3 separate regions of the Mus musculus genome follow, and regions 1 and 2 are each linked to region 3. Evidence: chromatin contacts called from public promoter capture Hi-C data. All regions are on one chromosome and are shown on one strand. The core of a region is the stretch at or near the end of the contact, and the rest is flanking DNA. Distances in the headings are between cores, read along the strand shown.

What was found. Promoter capture Hi-C pulls out the DNA fragments that hold promoters and counts their contacts.
Region 1: a contact with region 3 is called in a promoter capture Hi-C map of pre-B cells, with 2.9 times the contacts expected there. The contact joins the promoter of Myo9a here to the promoter of Peak1 in region 3. A contact is called at or near these places in 2 of 39 promoter capture datasets (erythroid cells and pre-B cells).
Region 2: a contact with region 3 is called in a promoter capture Hi-C map of erythroid cells, with 17 times the contacts expected there. The contact joins the promoter of Parp6 here to the promoter of Peak1 in region 3. A contact is called at or near these places in 1 of 39 promoter capture datasets (erythroid cells) and 1 of 484 Hi-C or Micro-C datasets (B cells).

What each region holds. Positions count from the first base shown.
Region 1 is chr9:59,749,741-59,754,276 of GRCm38.p6, reverse strand. Myo9a (myosin IXa) reads right to left here and starts at 3,103. Exons shown (of 44, transcript NM_173018.2): 1 at 2,932-3,103. Senp8 (SUMO/sentrin specific peptidase 8) reads left to right here and starts at 3,628. Exons shown (of 2, transcript NM_027838.3): 1 at 3,628-3,699.
Region 2 is chr9:59,614,548-59,619,279 of GRCm38.p6, reverse strand. Parp6 (poly (ADP-ribose) polymerase family, member 6) reads right to left here and starts at 1,996. Exons shown (of 24, transcript NM_001205239.1): 1 at 1,872-1,996; 2 at 573-812. Gm51709 (a long non-coding RNA gene) reads left to right here and starts at 2,156. Exons shown (of 3, transcript XR_003948337.1): 1 at 2,156-2,293.
Region 3 is chr9:56,415,776-56,420,857 of GRCm38.p6, reverse strand. It overlaps Peak1 (pseudopodium-enriched atypical kinase 1), which reads left to right and starts at 2,808. Exons shown (of 7, transcript NM_172924.3): 1 at 2,808-2,917. It overlaps Hmg20a (high mobility group 20A), which reads right to left and starts at 2,239. Exons shown (of 10, transcript NM_025812.3): 1 at 1,927-2,239.

The DNA of each region.
Region 1 (4,536 bases), core at 1,854-4,353, 3.3 Mb before region 3:
AGCATTCCAGAGATAAAGTTAAGAAGTTCAGGGCCAGCCTAGGCTACATAGTGAGTTTTGAGGTCAGCCTGAAGGGCACGAGACCCTTTTACAAAAAGTAATACTAGTGGGGCTGGAGAGATTGTTGAGAGGTTAAGATCTCAACCTGCGCTTGTAGAGGACCCTACTGAGGTTACCAGAACCTAGTCCAGTTGCTCCAACTGCCTCTAACTCCAGCTCAGGGAATTTGGACATGCTCTTCTGGTCTCCTCAAACAATGCACTCAAATACACACAGGCACACACAGATACTCTAACAAACAAAAATAAATCTTTAAAACAGTAATACTAGTGGTAAAAACAACACATTAGATTGTAGTTTTTCACTACTAATAATTTCTTAAAAGAACTTAATCTAGGTATTTATATGCTCTAAATATTGAGTTTCTGCCTGAAATCTCTTCCTTGTAACTATACATCTTTGCCTCCAAAATTTACTACTGGCACAGAACCTGATGTTATGAATTTCTGACACAAATTCACTACATAACAGCCATTTATTTATTTTTTTAAAGATTTATTTTATTTATATGAGTACAGTGTAGCTGTCTTCAGACATAACAGAAGAGAGCATTGGATGTCATTACAGATGGTTGTGAGCCACCATATGGTTGCTGGGAACCGAACTCAGGACCTTTGGAAGAGCAGTCAGTGCTCTTACCCACTGAACCATCTCTCCAGCCCGTAACAGCCATTTATTTAACATGTCACAACTAAAAATTAAAATCTTCATCATATGGATCCTCACATAAGGGGAAAGATTGGAACAATATCTCCAATTTTGTCCTCTCTGTATGCTTTTCCATCAAATCACCAAGACTTGTCAACTACCAATATCCAAATTCAGAACTATGGTATCACCCTTCTAATATATTTCTGGCTTTAACTTTATTCTACTTTTAATCTGCTCTAAAGTGACTTTTAAAAATGCTCATCTGAACATTTTGGTCCCTCACTTCAAATCCTTTAATAATTGATCTGATAAATATAATTACCATTAAAAGTAGTCTTGAGTTGTAGCTCAAGAGAGTCCATGAGAAGTTTACTTCAGATACACTTCTTTTTATAGGTTCAATACAAAAATAATTATCAGAATTTTTTCAAACCATGAAAATCATTTATACATATAATACCTGGTACATTTAGAATAAAAGCTTGCAGTAATTTTTAGAAAAAGGACTAAAAATAAATCCAAGTCCATCAAAATGGAATACTACCCAACCAGTAAATGTGGCTCTTCCGTGAACACTATTGCTGAATGATCTCTAGGACTCAGCAGTAGTATGTGAAAATGGAATAATTTGTGTATAGTTTGTGTGTCTTTAAAATACAGATATAAGCTTATAAACGCTGGAAATATCACATCATACCAATTACAGAAGCTGAAAAATAGAAAATGAACAATTGGAGATTGGAGAAAGAGAAACTTTTTACTACACTATTCTGATGGTTTTGACTTCTAAACTGTGTCTCATTAATACCCATAATGTAAATTGGTTTTTCTCCCTGTATTACACACAGACACAAAAAAATGAAAGGAAAAAAAAACCGTAAGTACTAACTACAAAAATATCCCCCACCCTTACATAAACATTAAAATTATACACTTAACACTTAACATTACGCTTCCCTCTTGACATCTCAGGAGTATAATTTCAACAAACATTTTATTCAATATTTTACTACTACTAAGAAAGCTGTTAATAATAACTTCAATTCTGAATGACACTTATACTTGGTCCTTGGAGAAGACTGGGTGGTAAAAAAATACTAAAAACATTAGCCTTCAGGGATTAAGAACAGCTATAAATGCTGTTTTTCTAACAAGTTCAAAAACAGTAAATCCAAAACTCCTCTAGTTAAAAACCTGTGTATCTGTACAAATCTACAGTGCTGAGACAAATATATGAAGAGTTACTTATCTTCATTGGTGTAATGCAACTTAATCCTTACAGAAGCCCAGAAGTGACAAGATATAGACTGGTTCTTTCCTTCTACTGAAGAGACAAGATGAGGAGCAAGCAGCTTGCCCTTGTAACAGCACACATACCCTCCCTGCCTGGGCTTTCACACTCTTTGCTCTCTTTCCCTTTCAGCAACCAGTCCCTGAGGCTCCAAACATGGGTCTCAGTCTGACTCCTTAAAATCCAATGGAGTGAATATACTGGACTATGTAAATAACCCCTTCGAGTTTTCCTGGAAACTTCTTTTCAACCAAAGATCCCGATTGGTTAGAAATCAGGTAACAAGGTTTGCTTAAGAGGTCTTCTAGAGAAACTACACCAGGGCGGGGGGGGGGGGGGTGTGAGGGGGCGATCCAGCACTCTGATGGTGATTTGAAGGGCTAACCGGAGACCTACTAGGTAAGAGCATCATGACATTGGGCTATCTGAAAGCTCGTATGGGTAGGGGGAAAACCTAGCAAACCTGACTGGAAGTAAGCTGCGTGAGGGTCCCTATGAAAGCTCGGGTAGCGATGACTCGTAGGATACCCAAAGATCTGGGACGTAGCAATGCATTAGGAAGCAGTAGTGGCCTTGGTTCCCAGACAAGGATCCGCTCCGACATAACGGTGTCTAGAGGTTCCAGTCAGAGTCCTAAAGAGGGTCTAAAGAGGTTCTAGCAGGAGGTGGAAGGGGGCCAGTGACAGAAGCGCCGCGGCTACTGGTGGACAGAATGGTGTCTGGTCAATGAAAGGTACGGGAGAGTCGAGTCTGGGGGTGGAATCCCGGCGGTACTCCGGCGATTGCTAGGCTTTAGGGGCAGAGCTGCTGGCGGGGCGTCTCCGCCGGGGCGGGGCGGGGCAGCCCTCCGGGAGCCAAAGAGCCGAGCGGGAGACGTGGGCCGGGCCAGGCCAGGCGGCAGGGCCGCTGGGTGCTGGGGCGGGTCTTACCTCTGGCTGCGCCGCGGTGGCCACCACAGCCCCTTCCTCTTCGGCGGTAGCCGCTTCCCCAGCTCGGTTTCCAGGGTCAGAAGGAGAAAGCAGAGGCCGAGGCCGCCGGGGGGTAGGAGGGTTCCGCGAGGGTGGGCCCAGTCGCCTCAGGGTCCGAGAGAGCGGCGGCCGCGCATCCCCCGCCCTGTCAGAGAGACTCCGCCCGGACTGGGCAGGCACATCCCCCGCCGCACCCCGCCCAGAGAGCACGCGTTGGAAGCTAAACCGCGGTCCCTGCTTTTGCCCGGGGACCGGTATCTCCGCCGCAGTCCCTCCCCGTCCTGCCAGGACTTTCCGACGGCCACCGCCAACTGCCTCTGCGTCCCCAGTCCTCTCAGGCCTGCGCGCCCCCGACCCCGCTCACGCGGCCCCGCCCCGCGCGGCTCTCCAGCAGCAGCCGAGCAGGCGCGCGCGCACTTACCTCCCACGCCCCCTGCTGCCAAGCCCCGGACAGCCCCGCCCGGCCCCGCCTCCGCACGTGACGCTGCTGGAGCGGGCTGCCTGCGCTTGCGCGGACACGCCTATTTTCCACCCTCCGAATGGCCCCGCCTCCCCATTCCTTCTTCACTTTACGGCAGGGCTGAGACCTCCGTGTTAGATTCTCGATTACTACATAAAAACGTCGTAAGGTTGGAAAGGCAAACTCTGGGATTACGACCTTAAGTCTCACTTTCCGGCCAGTACAGAGCTCCCTGAAGGCTGGTTGGGTTGGTGAGGCCTGAGGAATAGGTAAGACGCCTCCTCCCTACTTAGGTTTGTCTCAGTTTTTGGAAGCAGTGGATCGCTTTGCGCTCCACGCAGACTCTAGTGTGTCCGAGCCCCTTCCTCATTCTGCAGCTGGATTCTCAGCGCCGCCCCTTTTCCACACACGCACGCCCCTCCCCCCACTTGTTCCCGCCCCCGTGGCCAAGTATTTCTTTCCATTCATTCCACAGACTTTTCACTGAGTTGTTTCTATGCTGTAAAATCCAGAATATTAGAAGAAAATGAAAAAATATCCGCTCTTTTGAAGTGCTGTGATGTAGGAAACAAAGAATCCGCAATGGTAACACAGTAAAATAACACGGGATGAGCTGAACACAAACGGGGGAGTGGGGGGGGGGGGGTCCTTGATTGCAGAAGAGGACTTTTCCCAAATGACTTTCAGGCCTGTGGAGAACTCGTGTTAAAACCTTGGTGGACCGAAACTGGCCAGAAAGAAAATGGGAGTAGAGAAAGGCTAGTACAAAGGCATGTGACAAACAACCTAAGAGTAAAAAGCAAGAGGATTGGCATATACCTAGTAAAAACCGCGCAGGTAGACTTCCATTTGAAACAACTAGACTATGTGGCGAGTGAATTTAAGGCCAATCTTGATCACAAGGCGGGGGAAACTTAACTATAACAAGTGCAAGAAATAATCAGATGCAGGTGCAAAGGCTGTTTTTGAAGATGGCTGATTGCCTGGGATGGCTGGCCTGTTAGCTCCTGAAAGAATAAGGCAGCTAGATCTCCAAGTGGGAAGCCAGTCTGAGCCAATTTTAAAAAAAAAAAAAAAAAAAAAAAAAAAAGCAGATATGGTAGTAC
Region 2 (4,732 bases), core at 747-3,246, 3.2 Mb before region 3:
TGCTGTTCTTCAAACACAGTAAGAATAGTCCCACTACACATCTTGTCTCTACTGTTCTCCCCTTTAGGATTCCTTTTTAGATATCCACACTCTGGCCAAAGGTCACCTTGACTGCCCATATAAAATACCCACACTAGCATTCTCGATCCCCCTCCACATTGTTTTCTTCACCACAGCTCTGACCACTCTTACATTTATCTCTCACCAGACTGTAAGCTCTCTCTGTATATGAGTACTTTGTCTTCAGGCACACCAGAAGTGGGCATCAGATCCCATTACAGGTGGTTGTGAGCCACCATGTGGTTGCTGGGAACTGAACTCAGGACCTCTGGTAGAGCAGTCCAGTGGTCCTAACTGCTGAGCCATCTCTCTCACTCCTGACTGTAGCTCTATAAGCAAAGATTTTACTGTTTTCACCATTCTCAGCCTCTATAACACATTTACTGAATTAGTGAATGAGCCCTCAGCTATGTACCTAGGCCAAATAGGAGGTAAGTATAAGAACTTAAATGCTGCTACTAAACTGACAAAAATCACACAAAATGCTTTTTAAAAATCAAGACTTCATTCACCTTCAAGAGCAGCTGAGGTGCCAATTATGAAGTTTGGGACCAGGGTTCTTTTAGATTGAAAACAGTCAAATGCTGCTCTGGACGAAGAGGGAAGCACTACAGTCCAGCCTGGGTTGTCTTGGGGTGAGCAGTAGAATGAGGGCAGCTTAGGCTAGAAGTGCCAACTTTCTCAAGGTCTTTCACTGTAGAAGTCAAGGAAAACTGAGCATCTCCTCAGGGTTTGCTGCTTGGTTTCTGATGCTATTAAAAGGAGGGGGTAAAAAAAATCAGTTTTTCTAAGGAAAAGACAGTTATGAAATGACCAGCTTCTCCAACCAGACTGTTTTAGTAAAAAAAGACTTGAATCCTCAACACTCCATGGCCTTCTCTCAGGAATGGAGAGTAGATTTAAAAGCTGGAGAGTGGGAAAAGGCAGATGGTGGAGCACGGAATTCATTAAAAAAGAAAAAAAAAAAAAAAGAGGGGGCTGAGAGATGACCTAGTTCAAAGTTTTCATGTTACATATTTAATACTCCAACCTAGGGAGGTCACAAAACTTGCATAAGTAACTTGAACGTTTGATAGGGCCAAATCTATCCATTTTTTCATGTAATAACTAGTTCGGGGTGGGGGTGGGGGGCAGATCTGGAACCTTTCAAGAGGAGCTAGATCAAATAGAGACTATTAAGAGTGCCCAGAGAAGTGTGCTGTTAGGCTCAGTGTTTATTCTGGGGGATGGCAGCTCGCATTAACACGCTTGGTCTATTTCTATGAGATCGTGCCAACGGTAAATAAGCCTTCGGACGACCCACAAAGGTCTTTTTCTCTACGTCCATTGGCACTTTTCAGAGTGACCATTTAACGTATACCTAGTCAAGAGACGCCTCTGATCTCAACGTCTACATTCTGGGCTTGACTTCCAGCTCAGTGTGCTAGGAGAAGAAAACTCCACTCCAACGGAAGTGTCAAAAGGACTAGGCTACTAAACAAAGGGCGAAGGAGGGTGCGGAGGGGCGAGACCCGCGGGCCAGCGCTAACCCTAGCCCGGGCGGAGGGAGAAGACCAAGACGCTCGCGAGGACACCTGCGCATGCAGGGCAGGGCCTGAGGCCTCTTCTCCAGGTGTCCCCCAAAGCCCTCAGCTCCGGCCTTCCCCGTTAAGGACCCGTCTGCGGCTCGCCGCCGCCAGCCGCCCAGCCGAGCGAAGCCTGTCAGCATCCCTTACTTGGTCCCTCAGGCAGGGCGGACCTTGCCAGCAGCCCGACCGCCCCGCCCCATCCCCACTCCAGCCTCCCCACACGCCAGCCTAGAGAGTACTCACGGCGACCCCGGGCCGCGCGCGGCCGCCGCGGAGGGGACGAGCGGCCCGGGACGCCCCGCGGGGGCGGAGCGGCAGGCCAAGGGGCGGGGACCGAGGCGGGCGGGTGAGGTCGCGCACCACACGCCTCAGCGTGCGGTCTCGGGCACGCCGGGGCGCTCTGCGCATGCTCAGGCGAAGACACCGCGATCAGGTGTCCTCTTCCGACCAACCGCGGTGCGTGCTGTACCTGGGCGTGTCCCCACCCCAGGGTGCTAGCCAGGGCGCGCGTGCGCAGTGATCCAGAGTTGAAGGCGTGAGGAAGCGAGAGAGTGGCGCTTGCGCTTTGGGGCCCGGAGGGAGCTTGAGAAAGAGGTTCTCCGGACATGCCGAAATATAATGTTTTTCTTTGTCGCCTCGTGTGGTTAGGAGGGTTGCAGAAGAAGGTAATCTAGATTGCCTATATAGAGATACTGAGGTGCCCCTTTGGTGCAGCTTGAAGCCAGACAAAAATAGGAATCAAAAGTTAAAATTCTGAAATCTGACTTGCTCCCATGTTCATTTGCTTCGGTGTACCGACCGCACCCAGGCTTTCTCATCACACAGGGGACTGGGGACATAGCTCACTTGGAAGAGTGTTTGCCTAGCAACCACAAACCCTTAGTTTATGCACAGGTGTGTAAATCCCGTGTCGTGCCTGTAGTCTGTATAATGTTATCTCAGCATTCAGAAAGTTGAAGCACAAAAATCAAGTTAGAAGTCTTTTTGTTTTTTGTGGTTTTTTTGTTTTTGTTTTTGTTTGTTTTGTTTTGTTTTTCGAGACAGGGTTTCTCTGTATAGCCCTGGCTGTCCTGGAATTCACTCTGTAGACCAGGATGGCCTCCAACTCAGAAATCCACCTGCCTATGCCTCCCAAGTGCTGGGATTAAAGGCGTGTGCCCCCATAGAAGTCTTAAGCTACATAGCCAATTCAAGGCCAGCCTGGGATATATGAAACCATCTCAGAAATTAACTAAATGAAACATTTTAGTTGGGATGGAAGAGAAAGCTCAGCAGCCAAGATCAGTGGCTGCACTTGTCAAAGGCCTGGGTTGGGTTCCCAGCACCTACGAGTCAGTTCACAATAATTTGAAACTCCAGTTTCAGGAGATCTACTACCCTCTCTGGCCATCACAGGCACTAGGAACCAATGCGTTGCACGCACATATATGCAGGAAAACACAAACATGCATATGTAAAATTAATCTTAAAAAAAAAAAGTGGGGCTGGAGAGATGACTCAGGGGTTAAGAGCACTGGCTGCTCTTCCAGAGGTTCTGAGTTCAATTCCCAGCAACCACATGGTTGCTCAGAACCATCTATAGTGAAATCTTGGGCCCTCTTCTGGCATGCAGGTGTACATGCAGATACTCATACATTAAAAATAAAAAAAACCCTTAAAAAAAAAAAAGTGTGGGACGGTAGTGGTGCATGCCTTTAATCCCAGCACTTTAAAGGCAGAGGCAGATCTCTGAGATGCTAGTCTGGTCTACAGCACTAGTTCTAGGACACTCAAAGCTACACAAAGAAACAGTCTCAAAAAAAAAGAAGGAAGGAAAGAAGAGAAAATTAAATTATTGCATTCTTGGCTTGAGCCGTTGTGCTTGCCCCCTGGGTTCTAGTTTCTCTCCTTGCTTACTCATGAGTCTCAACTGGATCGAGCCAAGGATCCCCAGGCCGCTGACTGCTAACAGATTTTGGTGTTTTGTTACATTGTAATAACTGAAGAAAACTGAGGGATATACTCCAGTCTCAGAGTGCAATAGTTCACAGTAGTTCAGAACTGGACTTAGGGTCACATAGTCTTCTGAGAGCATGCACTGTGGAAATGTGTTCAACATAAGAAAACACAAAGGTTTTGTTCCCATGAATGAAATGTGGAATGGCAGAATCCCACAACCTCCCAGGATTCCCTCTCTTTAACCCTTTCCCTCTCATGCTCCCGTACTCAATGAATTTTAACTGCTTTATAGATTATTATGCTCTTCCTGGCTTTCTTCATTTTCCATTAGTCAGTTACTCCCTCTCTCCCTCCCTCCCTGCCTCCTTCCCTCCTTGACTGTCTCCCTCCCTGCCTCCCTTCCTCCCTCTGTGTGTGTGTGTGTGTGGGGGGGTGATGGGGGTGGGGAGAGAGGGGGAGGGGGAGAGAGAGAGACTCTCACCAAAAGAGTTGTTTATAAATGGATTGACTGGTTGGCCAGCAAACTCCAAGGATTCTCTTGTCTCTTCCTCTCCAGTGCTGGGATTACAGATGGTACTACTGTACCCCACTTTTTACATGGGTAATGAGGATCTGACTTTGAGTCTTCCAAGTTTTCATGCAGATTTTTACTGACTGAGTCACCACCCCAGGACCTACATCACTATAATCTCAGTTCTGTTAGTAGACCTAGTGAAACACTGTCCTCTGATCAGAGAAACAATGGTTGTTTCAAGTGACCTTCACAAGACTGGGAGTGAGGGATAGAATGGAGTGAAGGCCACTGGACTCTAACATAAGATCCCAGCCACTCCCTCTTGAGCCTCCCCCACCCCCCACCCCCACACAGTATGCCTTCTCCGCCACGATGGACTTAAGTTTCTCTGAAATCATGAGCCAGACACACAGCTTTTCTTCCATGAGCTGTTTCTGTCAAGTATTTTGTCAAGCAGAGTGATTAATGCAAAAGTGAAGGAAATAACTCAGCTTTATAGACTTGAGCTTGTGGGTAGACATCCTTTTCAGTCAGTCCAGCCCACGAGCTCATTCTCTGGAAATTGTGTTTTCTACATCCATGCTTGAGACACATAGCCCTGGGTATGTTTCCTGAGATGTCTGGTGCCTAAATTGCAATTGACTGAGCTGTG
Region 3 (5,082 bases), core at 1,559-4,058:
CTCTACCACTTAGCTATACTTCCAGCCTAAAAATAATTCTTTCCTGTTAATTGAAAATAGATTTTGTTCATACAACATATTTTGATTAGCTTCCCCACTCCTGACGCTTCCCATCTGAACTCACCCCCTTTCTGTCTCTATTAGAAAACAAACAGGCATCCAAGGAAAAAATACAATAAAACACACTATCAGAATAGGGCAAAACAAACAAGAAAAAGAGCCAAAGAAAAAGCACACAAAACTCATAGATGCAGAGACACACCCTAAACCCAAATTGGAAGCCATAACATTTACACAAAAAACATAAGGTTAAAGAAAAAAATACATGGAACCTCCAAAGATTTGCTGAGTTCATATTGTGATGGCCATGGGGCCTACCCTTAAGAGCGTTTCTTCAGTGAGACTACTTTGGAGAAAAGTAATTTTTCATTTGTAAATGGCTATAAATTGGAGATAGCTTCTGGGTTAGGGATGGGCACATGTGTCTACCTCTCTTTTCTGCTCTAGGACTCCATGTGGTGTAGACCTGTGCAGCTCTGTGCCTGCTGCTACAGTCTCTGTGAGCACATATGTGTGCCAGTCCTGGTGTTTCTAGAATGACCAAGAATATTTTTTTAATGTTCATGTTAAGGTTAAAGTATTTTTATTTTCACATTTAGTTTAAAATATTTTCTATTGTAAGTGCAAACTATGAAATTAGAAATACATGCACCTTAATATTGGAAGACAATGCAATTTTAGGTTCACCTGATAGCCAAAGTTTTTAAAAAACCATTCCAAATACACTGATTCTGCCAACAAACATACACTTGTATACTGTGTTGCAAGGAATCAAAATAGTTGCTTATTACTTCAGATATAGTTTCTTATTTGTTTGTGTGTGTGTGTTTTAAGCAGAATATAGAAAACCAGAAAGTTCTGTCTGCCTCATCTTTAGTTCTTCCCGAGACATTTTCCTCTCACTCAGTACGTCACTGAACTTGCCATCCTTTGGCCAGGTTTTAAAACCATAAATAGACCTCATTTTTCAATCAGTAACAAACTCAAATTACAAACGGGGAGACACCATAAAATGCATCTTTCATAAACATCCCAAGAAAGCTACATGAAAACAACACTAAAGTGGATGATGTCTTCTCCAGCATGAGGTGAATCCTTAAGTCCTAAAGGAACAGTTCTAAGTATGTAACACATTAGTGCCCTTTATTACGGTAACATCAAATCGGAGTACTGCAGCATGACACTCTCTCCCTCTGCAAACATGAAAATGCCCTGTAATTTGTGTGAACTATTCGGTACTCTAACTTATAAACTACCTCCTTAAAAGAGCGGCTAAGGAGCTCCTGTTCCGTGTCTAGGTAGAGCCTACACTACTTCACTCAGTTAAGGACAAGCTTGACTTGGGTGCAAGGGTGGGCAATTCACAAGTCACATAACAAAGTATGTAATCTTGCAGAGAATTTTAACAAGGTGTTTAAAATTCTTTGGAGACAGCATTAAGACAATCTTGCTGGGGAGAGATTTTCCAATTTACACACAGAAACAAAATACATAAATTCTGATCGTGGCCTGGTGATTATCATAATTTGGGGAAATAACCGAACTTGTGACGTGAAAATACAACCCCAAGGCTGTAGGAACTCTCTCTGAGAATGGCACAAACCAACACCTTTTCTGGCTCTCATCAACACGGGAAGTGGCTTGGACACCCCCCAAACATCATCCTACCCCCACAGGAAGTGAGTTACAGTTCCCCCTCCCCTATGACAGCATGTCTCCCTTCCCCCAACCGGAAGTGAGGCGCCCCCATTCAGTGGGCCTTAAACCAAGACAAACCAATAACAGCAGCAGCAAAAGAAGGATGATCTTCAAAGGGGGAAGGACATCTCGACTGTTGCCACCCCCATGCTCGTCTTGCTTACTAACCTGCTGACGGCAGGAGCAGGCAGGGGCCTGGGGACTAATGAAAGTCCCTTGCACAGAGGACAATTCCCTCAGCCCCTCGCAATCGCCTTCACTCTTCACTCCGTCGTCTCACAGCTTGACAGAAATTCCTCCGCAGTACTTTATTTTGGTGTCTTTTCTTACTCTTTACCTAATCACTTAGTCACCTCCAGATAGGTAACTTCTTTTAACGTGGTAATACTGAGAATTGTTCCGTTGAGGAGAGACGTGAAATGTTATACCCGATACTTTCAGAGAAATGAAGGGATTATTTTGCCCAATGCGGCGAAGGACTACGTGACCACGCAAGGTGAGACACACTTTCGCGAAGGTTCTTGGGAAATGTAGTTTTCATTTTCATTGCTAAGGCTCTCAAAAAATAGTGGGACTTAAATTTTAATTACTGTATACTGGACTCTTAGAGGATAGTTATTCTGTACTAGACGAATGGCTGACTTAAGGTGATTCGGCCCCGAAAAAAATCCAAATCTGCGCTGTTTCTTTCCACTGGCGTTTAATTGAACCCAAATTCCCCGTCACATGGACTCAAGGTCCCTGCCGCCCCGCCCCCTGGCTTTGGCTCCACCCCTCAGCCAATCAGACTTTCTCTAGCTCGTGTTCTCCGGATATTGGCACTCAGGGAGGCGTGGCCTCTTGTCAACTCCTCCCATGGGGCTGAGAGTAGAGCTCGGAGACCGCCGAGGTTTGGTGCGGGCACGCGCGGGCGAGCGCGCGCGGTCTGAAGAAGTGAAGCGGCAAGGGTGCGCGCGGCGGGGCGGCGTGCAGGGTTGGGAGGAGCGAGCGGACTGGTGGGCTGGGCGGACGGAGAGCGGCCGGGAGCGCGCTGTGGACTCCGCGGCCGCGAGTAGTTAGTTAGTTGTGTCAGTTGCTCGGTGGAGGCGGCCGCGATCACCAGAAAGGGGACGGGACAGGAGGCAATGCTGAATATCGCAACGGCTTGTGCTCCCCTCAGGTAACGGGGGCAGGGTTGCCCACGTACCCTCCGGTCCCTTTCCCACACGCGCTGGCTTATGGGGCCAGGGTCGCCGAGAGGTGAGGACGCGGACCTAGGGGGGATCGGGACTGGGTGGCGCCGCAGGGGCTCGGCAGCCCGTGCGTCCTGCGGGGCGCGGGCTGCAGTGCCCCGGCCACCCACGCGCCCCGCGGGCGCCGCGAGCCCTCTCATGCCCCCCACCGGCCCAGGCCTCGTTACCCTGGCTGCGATGGTCCCGGGAGCGCGGCGCCCCCCAGAGGAGGGAAAGTTGGAACCTGGCGGCTAGGGACTTCCCGGGGCTGGGCTGCGAGGCTCCAGGGGAAAGTGAAGCCTTAGAGGAGCTGGAGATGTGGAGGCTGGGGCAAGAAGGGCTTCTGCCTAGTCTGTATGGTCGCCTCACTCCCAGACTTTGGAGGATCAGGCTCAGCCTTGCCTCAGCAGTCAGGACGGAACCGGTGGCTCTGTGCCTGCTCACTTTACGCTCTGGCCAGGGAGCCCCTAATGTGCGCAGGCTTCCTAGGTTGCTTAGGGGTTTGGGATTTTGAGAGGCTGGGTTAGACATTTGTTTTTCTTTGCCCTTTGGCTTATGGGTTCTTGCCAATTTCCTTTCCTCCTTCGAAGAGGACTACCCATCTGAATTGGGTCCCCTTCTCGTTATCCCCCATCTTATGCTCCATTTGTTGGAGAGCTTGATTTTGTTCTTGGACTTCATTAAGGACTGCTGAGAGCAATATCAAAGAGTAGTCCGCCCTCCAGTCCCCCTCCCCCAGGCCCCATGTCTGCAGTCCAGTTTTTAAGGACCCAAATTGAGGAACCAGAGCTGTGGAATGGAGTTATTGGATGGCTGGTGTTGAAGGATAGAGATGAGTTAGAGGAAAACTATGATTTCATCTTTATTGGCCTTACTATAGAAAACCCAGTACATTTTTCTTTGCCTCTGTTGAATGTGGTAAGAGTACACTCTCAATTAAATACTTGGTGACTTACATAAAAGACTATTTTTAAGCCACTGGATGATGTGCATGAACTGCTTTTTCACCTGAGTCGGAATTGCTTTGAGTATTCTGTTTGGTGGCCTATCTGTTGACTTGATCTTTTTCTTTCTTTCTCTTTCTTTTCTTTCTTTCTCTTTTTTTTTTTCAGCCACACTGTCCTCCCTTTATCTACCTTGGCAAATTAAGTATGTAGTCAAGAGAACACATATTGCTCTCTGCAAAGAGGAAAAAAAAAAAAAAACCCAGAAAGCCCAAACTTGAATTATCCACAAGGGTAAAACTTTCCATGAGCAATCTTGGATACTCACTTCATGATGGCTTCTTTTGTAATCTCAGAGCATTTTAGATCTTTCAATTCACTGACTACCCTAATTACTTTCCAAAGTGCCTGGCACTTTCTTTGGTGACTTTTTCAGTAAACTATAATTGCAGGTGAGGTACATTTTCTTGGCTTCCAAGTTAGGAGTTAATAGCCTTATCACAGAGATTAACAGTTAACAATGGAAGCAGAGTTCATACTACTGCAAGTGAGTTTTGGCAACGATCAGGTCACAAACTATGTGAAAAAACAAAGATCCCCTCCCCAGAGTTGTCAGAGGGGAAGAAGAGAAAATATTTTATCGTGTCTCTATTTGGGAGAGAGTAGTATGACTATGTTATGTGGGGGAAAATGGCAAATTATTTTCTTTAAAGCTTTTTGATTTGTGGTCCTCCTTTCTCCCACCCTTTCTTTAGGGACTGACATTTATGTTTGGCTAGTTTCCAGTGTTGTAAGGCGTGTTTTGGTGAGAGGAAAAGATAAGCTTGATTGAGTTGTTAGGGTATTGCTTATTCATTTTGTTTAGTAATAGTGCAGAAAACTTACACAGTGGTGTTTAAACCCCATTAACATTCTGTCAGAATTTATTTTTAAGAGTCTGTCCTGAGGCCCATAAAGAAATAATGCCACTTCATAACTGTTTTCTGACAGTCACATTAAAAAGTACGTTCCTGAAATGCATTATATGTGAATGCATATAAACATTTATCTTTGTACATTTATGGTAATGTAAATATTTAAGTCGGAGAGCTTAAAAACTTTTATTTGCTTATTTGCATACATGCCTTTTAACAGCCAGCAGTGCCAACCATATTTGCCAAAGAAGTATC